Linked DNA regions of Sus scrofa: region 2 is linked to region 1. The links are chromatin contacts, called in public HiChIP or PLAC-seq maps. All regions are on one chromosome and are shown on one strand. Each heading gives the region's core, a stretch centred on a gene start, on an enhancer-like site or on the middle of the called end of the contact. The rest is flanking DNA. Distances are from core to core; before and after follow the strand shown.

What was found. HiChIP or PLAC-seq counts read pairs in DNA pulled down with a chosen protein or histone mark.
Region 2: an H3K27ac HiChIP or PLAC-seq map of skeletal muscle shows a contact between it and region 1, with 7 times the contacts expected there. The contact joins the promoter of COG1 here to the promoter of TTYH2 in region 1. A contact is called at or near these places in 1 of 5 promoter capture datasets (fetal skeletal muscle), 1 of 47 Hi-C or Micro-C datasets (liver) and 1 of 2 datasets of contacts at active chromatin or transcription factors (skeletal muscle).

Annotation. Positions count from the first base shown.
Region 1 is chr12:6,879,982-6,882,984 of Sscrofa11.1, reverse strand. It overlaps TTYH2 (protein tweety homolog 2), which reads left to right and starts at 1,423. Exons shown (of 16, transcript XM_021066683.1): 1 at 1,423-1,596; 2 at 2,468-2,558; 3 at 2,677-2,732. The coding sequence starts at 1,438.
Region 2 is chr12:7,759,122-7,762,124 of Sscrofa11.1, reverse strand. It overlaps COG1 (conserved oligomeric Golgi complex subunit 1), which reads left to right and starts at 1,586. Exons shown (of 14, transcript XM_003131245.4): 1 at 1,586-1,969. The coding sequence starts at 1,655. It overlaps SLC39A11 (zinc transporter ZIP11), which reads right to left and starts at 2,393. Exons shown (of 10, transcript XM_021066702.1): 1 at 2,048-2,393.

The sequences.
Region 1 (3,003 bases), core at 174-2,673:
GGGCGGGACTGCTGTTCACTTCAACCCCTTAACGAGTCCTGGGGAGGCCTCACGTTTCTGTTCTGCTTCTTTGCTTCACTGGCCACTTGTCTAAGTCAGCAGGCCCCTGGGGAAGCAGCTAAGATGGTCACTGGCTAGCTGGTCGCAGACTGGCCAAGCAGGTTTGTGTGTTCCAAGCTGCACCCTGTGGCTGCAGGTGGCCCTGAAGGTGAGCTTTTCCAGGCAGTCTCTGTCTTTACCTGTGGGGTGCAGGCCCCCCTCCCTCCGGGGTCAGGGCTGGCTCCTGCCACTTCCCTGCAGGCAGACCCCTCTCCTCCCTTCTGTAATGCGTTGGCATTTGATCTAATCTTCCTAGAGGAATGCCAAATCCTCATAACTTCCGGCTTGGTGTGTGGCCTGTGGCCCGTGGCCCATGGCCGGGCTCAGCAGCTGCAGCCTGTGCTGTTGAGAAGGAGGGGGGCACAGAGGGGAGCTTGTACATGGCACCAGGCAGTGCCTAGCCCCGAGGTCCCGGGGCTGCATGGTCATGCTGTTTATCAGTGCCCATTAAGGGCCCAGTGGAATCGCTTCAGGTCCATTTTGCTCAGCTACCAGCCCGACTGGTTCAAGACCAAAACCCTTCCCAGGGCCTGTGGGGCCAGGTGACCCAGGCTTACCTTGCCAGCGTCTTTCCTTTTTTTTTTTAATGTATTTATTTTAAAGTAAGGCTGGAGTTCCCTGGTGGCTTAGCAGTAAAGGATTTGGCGTCACTGCTGTGGCTCTGGTGAGATCCTTGGCCTGGGAACTTCTGCCTGCCGCAGGAGCAGCCAAAAATAAAGTAAGGCTAATTGAGATATAATTCAGTGAAACTCGCTCCTTTGGGTACACAGTTCTGCATAGTTGGACATTACAGCTGTGTAACCACCACAGCAATCCAGAGAAAATATTACCATCACCCCAAAGTTCCCTCTTGCACTGCAGCCCCTGGCAGCCAGCCCCTGATCTGTCTTTCTGTGTAGTTTCCCCGCCTCCTTGTCACTCCCCTCACCCCGGGGTTTGCACTTCCTGATTCCCCTTCTGCTCCTTGCAGACCTTGGTCTCCGATGTCACAGTGTACTGTCTGTACCCCCATGCTCAGAATCCATCCTCCCCCAGCCCTCAGCTATTAGCTCTTGGGCCATTCTTTAGGAAACATCCCCGCCCCCCAGACCTCGCCCCCCTTTACATACTGGGCCCTTGAAAGCACTTAAGGGGGGTTGTAGTTCATCACCGTATGGGATAAAAGCTGCCTCCCCTCCCCTATTAAACGTCAGACCCCACGCCGGCAGGGACGTGCATGTTTTGGTTATCGCTATACCCCTTAGAACAGAGATGTTCAAAATTTGCTGAAGACCCCTGTGAGAGGGACAGCGCCCTCCAGCGTCCTTGCCCCGCCGGGCGCCTGGGCTTTGGGCAGGCATGCGCAGATGGGACAGCCGCCGCGAGGCGCAGGGAACCTTGACCCGGACTGTGACCGCCCGGAAGAGAGGCCTCGGCCGCAGAACAGACTCCACCTCCCACACCTGGATCTCTGAGAGAAGAAGGGACGTCTGGCGTCTGTCCCCCTCTAGCAGCCAAGTATGTTTGCTGGCATTTCACCCGCAAGTTCCGCCTCCTCCAAGCCAGAAGTCCTGAAGTCTCTGGGGTTTCTTTTCTCACGGGCGTCTTCCGCCCGTGTCTCTATGCCCCCTCGCTACCACTTGCGACTGTTTGCAACCCAAGGCGGATCCCGTCAGGTCTCCTTAACTCCCCCACTCCCATCTCACCAACCTCAGGCGGCCCTTTATCCTCCCCTGGACCCTGTCCCAAACCTTAACCACCCCCTTCCCGCCCCCTCGCGTCCCGCCTTCCCGGCACGCTGTTTGGGTCGCAAGACCTCCGCCTCGGAGAGTGCGATCTGCCCCCAGGCTCCATCGGGCCCGGGCCTACACCCCCACCCGGTATCCCCGCCGCCGCCTGGTGCGCGGACCCTGCTCTGCTTTTCTCCAGAGCACCGCTAACTTAGCGCGGTTTCTGTCTTCACATGGGGACTGCTACCATCCACCCCTAAAATGAGGTCCTCTTCCCTCGAGAGATTCTGGCCGCTTGCGTTCACGGATAGAACAGAGTCCGGCACAGAGTAGGCGCTCAGGAAACTTGTGTTGACGGCTCTGGCGCCTCCCTGAGACCTCTCGCCCTTCCCCGCCTTTCCCCTCGAGACACCTCCCGGGTCTCTGCCCCAGGGGGCCCGCCCCGTGCCGCCGGCTAGGAAGAATCGGCTGCCTTTCTCAATCCCCATGGCTTTCCAGGCGACACCCATTAGTTGTTTGGGCAGATGGATTGGGCGCTCCCAGGGCAGGACCAAGTCTTTGAGTGCACCTGGTTTATAGAGTGGGACGCTCCATCACGGTTGAGACTGAATTTAGAACCAGTGACTCGGGGACTGAGCGTTGCTCCCTTCCGTCCCCAGTCTGTCAGTTCACTAGCCTCTAAAAGCGCTAGCAGCGGCCGGCCTCGCCTCCCTCGTGCCACCACTGCCCACCGTCCTCACAGACACTATGGTGCTTGATTTGAGAAGTAACCAGAAGCCCGGGGATCTGGAGACTGCTGTTAAGAGACAGATTCTGAGAGCTGTTTTCACTTCTCTTTCCACCTCTTTCGTCCGTGGGGCCGGGACAGATTCCAGACCAAAAGAAGGCTTCGGGTTCTTGGGCGCGACCCTTCGTAGCCCTAGGGTGAGCCCAGGGCGAGGGGCCGGATCCAGGAGGGGGCCCGGGCGGGCGCGCGCTTAGGGGGCGGGGCCCAGTCCGGGGCCGGGCGGGGCCTGGGGCAGGGGCGGGGCCTGGGGCGGGGCGGGCGCGCGTCCCGGGCCAGCAGGCGACGGCGGCGGCGGCGGCGGCCGCAGCGGGCGGGCGCACTCCGGCAGAGCCATGCCCGCGGCGCGCGTGGAGTACATCGCGCCCTGGTGGGTCGTGTGGCTGCACAGCGTCCCGCACCTGGGTCTGC
Region 2 (3,003 bases), core at 337-2,836, 880 kb before region 1:
GTGGATGTGGCACCACCAGAATGATGCCTCCACTGCCCCTACTCCTTGTGTCCGACTGGCTGATCCAGCTTAGCAGTAAGGGGAACCGATCTTGCCATACAGCAATGACTTTCTCAAACATGGGAAAGACATTCTGCAGACGGATAAGTGTCCCTACAGAATGGGACTGCAGACTTGCCACCAAGGAGTGCTTTGAGTTTGTAGGAAGTTATGTGACAGAGCAGAAAAGGAATTCAAAATTCTAGGCCTAAGGGCTGATTTTGTCTCATACTAACTATGCGACTTGGGCAGGAATAAATAAGCTTCTCTAGGTTTTCGTCACACATAGAATAACTATTCCTACCTACTTTGCAGCCTGAAGCGTACATCAGATAATTTTGTGGACAGGCTTTGAAATTTACACACACGAGTAAATCTGTCTGTCTCTCTGGGTCCCAGGTTACCCAGCAGCAAAATTCAATCCGTAGACTGAAGGGCTAGTGGGAGGTAAACTAGAATATTAAAGATTGGAATTCTTTGATGTCTGGGACCTGCCTCAAAATAATGGAGGTGGTGGGAGGGAGAGGAAGTGGGTAAGGATGCAGGAGACTGACCATGAGGTAGTGAGTGTAAAACCCAGCTGATGGACCCATTATACCATTCGCTCTGCATTAGGGTGAAATCTTCAATAATACAATTTTTTTTTTTTTTAATGAGGCATCTTGGAAATACTTAGATGAAACAGGCCACACTCTCCAGGTTTCATTCTTACCAAGTCTGTGTTAGGCATCCTCCCCACCCCAAGATATTGTTTTCCTTAGTATTTTGGTCCTTTCCTCAGCTGCCCACTACCCTTCTACCCGGACCGGTGCTGATTAATGTAAGGTTACACAAGGGAAAACATCTTTGGTATAACACTGGTTGAAAGAAAAAACGGCACCCCCAAATAATTAACCAACAACCAAAGAACACCAGAAGCAAGGGAGCGAGCACACACAGCGCCGGTAAGGAGCAGCCTGTCCCTGTGCTCGGGCCTGGTCCAGAGCAACTGGGAAGTTATCTTCAACGAACAAAAATGAACTCACACTTCTCTTTTCCTGCCACTGCATTTGCTTGATGACCACAGAATATAATGAATAACAAGGATGCCGCACAAGGCAGTGAAGGGTTCAAGCTGCTGCCCCAGCTTTGATCCAGCACCTACTATCAGCTATGTGTGCCCACTTGGCTCCCAGCTGGCCAGGACACAGGGGCGGCCGAGGGATTCCAAGGGGAGAGGGACAGGCCGAGGGTGCAATCCCATCATCGTAAAGACCCCTGCCCGGGGACCGCGACGGACCAGTAAGGCACAGGAGCATCACGAGGAGGCGGTACACCGCGGACGCTGGATGATAATTAACTCCGAAGTGGAGATGCTCCACCTGCCCTGGGAGGGGCTTGAGATTCGCGAGGGGTTGGACCAGCAGACATACCGCCAGCCACAGTGATCTTACAACCACACAGTCTCTCTTTAAAAAAATGCCGCCCATCGCCAGGCCCGCCCCTCGGCCATCCGGATACGCCCCAAACAACTATGGCCGCAGCGGGGCGGAAGCACTTCCGCCCCCGACCAAGATGGCCGCAGGGGCGGGACGGCTGAGCGGAAGTGCCCCGTTGGGCGGCTGACCGGTCCGTCATGGCGGCCGCGGCCGCTTCCCCTGCTCTGAAGCGGCTGGATCTGCGCGACCCCGCGGCGCTTTTCGAGACCCATGGAGCGGAGGAGATCCGCGGGCTGGAGCGCCAGGTTCGGGCCGAGATTGAGCACAAGAAGGAGGAGCTGCGGCAGATGGTGGGGGAGCGGTACCGTGACCTGATTGAGGCGGCCGACACCATCGGCCAGATGCGCCGCTGCGCCGAGGGGCTGGTGGACGCCGTGAAGGCCACCGACCAGTACTGCGCCCGCCTCCGCCAGGCCGGCTCGGCCGCGCCCCGGCCGCCGCGGGACCCGCAGGTCAGCCCCGGGCCCCCGCCCCCAGCCCGGCCGCTCCTGCTCACGTGGGCCGGCCCGCGTCCCCCGGCGGGGCCTCACCTGCCGTAGGAAGAGCCTCCGCCGCTCTCTGCGCTCCCTCCTCGGGGGACGACGGCCGCTGTCCCTTCCTTGCGGCTGCCCGGTTCTCCAAAATCCCTCGGCCGTTTCTTCAGGCGCCTTCCCGGGCTTCCGGGCCTTGCGTTCCGCACCTCACTGGTGGGGTCACTGAGTTTTTCCTGCCAGCTTTGCATGGAAACGCCAGGGGTCTCTCGCTAGACAGTTCGACTCGTTCCTTATATCGCATTTCCCAACATTATAACTAGAACAGAGTTCTCCCCTAGGCTGACGCCTTCCCCCCAGGCCGTTCCTTCCTCCTCCCAGTCTCCCCCTCCCGCCCCCACCGCGCCCCCACCCCGATCCCGCTCCCGGGAATAACCTCCATAGCCCTTTCCACCTGTTGTTGGAAGATAGTACCCAACTATCAAGCTCTCTTTTTTTTTTTTTTTTTTTTTATGGCAAACTCTCATCTTTTCAAGAGAGGAACGTTTTCATTTTAAGAAACTAAGTTTATTTTAATTCGTGTTTTTCCTCCAAACACTAATGATTAGACCCACTGTCCAAGGACGCTAATCCTAATAATGCCTTTTGTGTTGCTGAAGAATGTTGACTTAGGGGTGGCAAAGGGAAAGGGCGCAGAGGGTGAGAAAGGTAAGGAAGGAATTTGTTCTGAAGCCATACAGCCATGTGGAAGGAAAAAAATTGCAGAGTGCAACTTAGCTCCAGTTTGGAACTTTTTAATACAGCCTGGGTTTTAGAAGAATCCAGATCATTAAGCCGGGCTAACGCGATAGAACCAGAGGAAACTAGAAATTCTTTGCTAATTTTTGAAATGAGAGATTTTATCCCTCCCTAGACTGTGCATTTAGTGCATTAGGTTCCCAGCCTTTGCTATAACTCAGGCATGCTTAAGGGTTTTATTAAAAAATTAATTTGTACTATGCTTATCTTGAAAAACA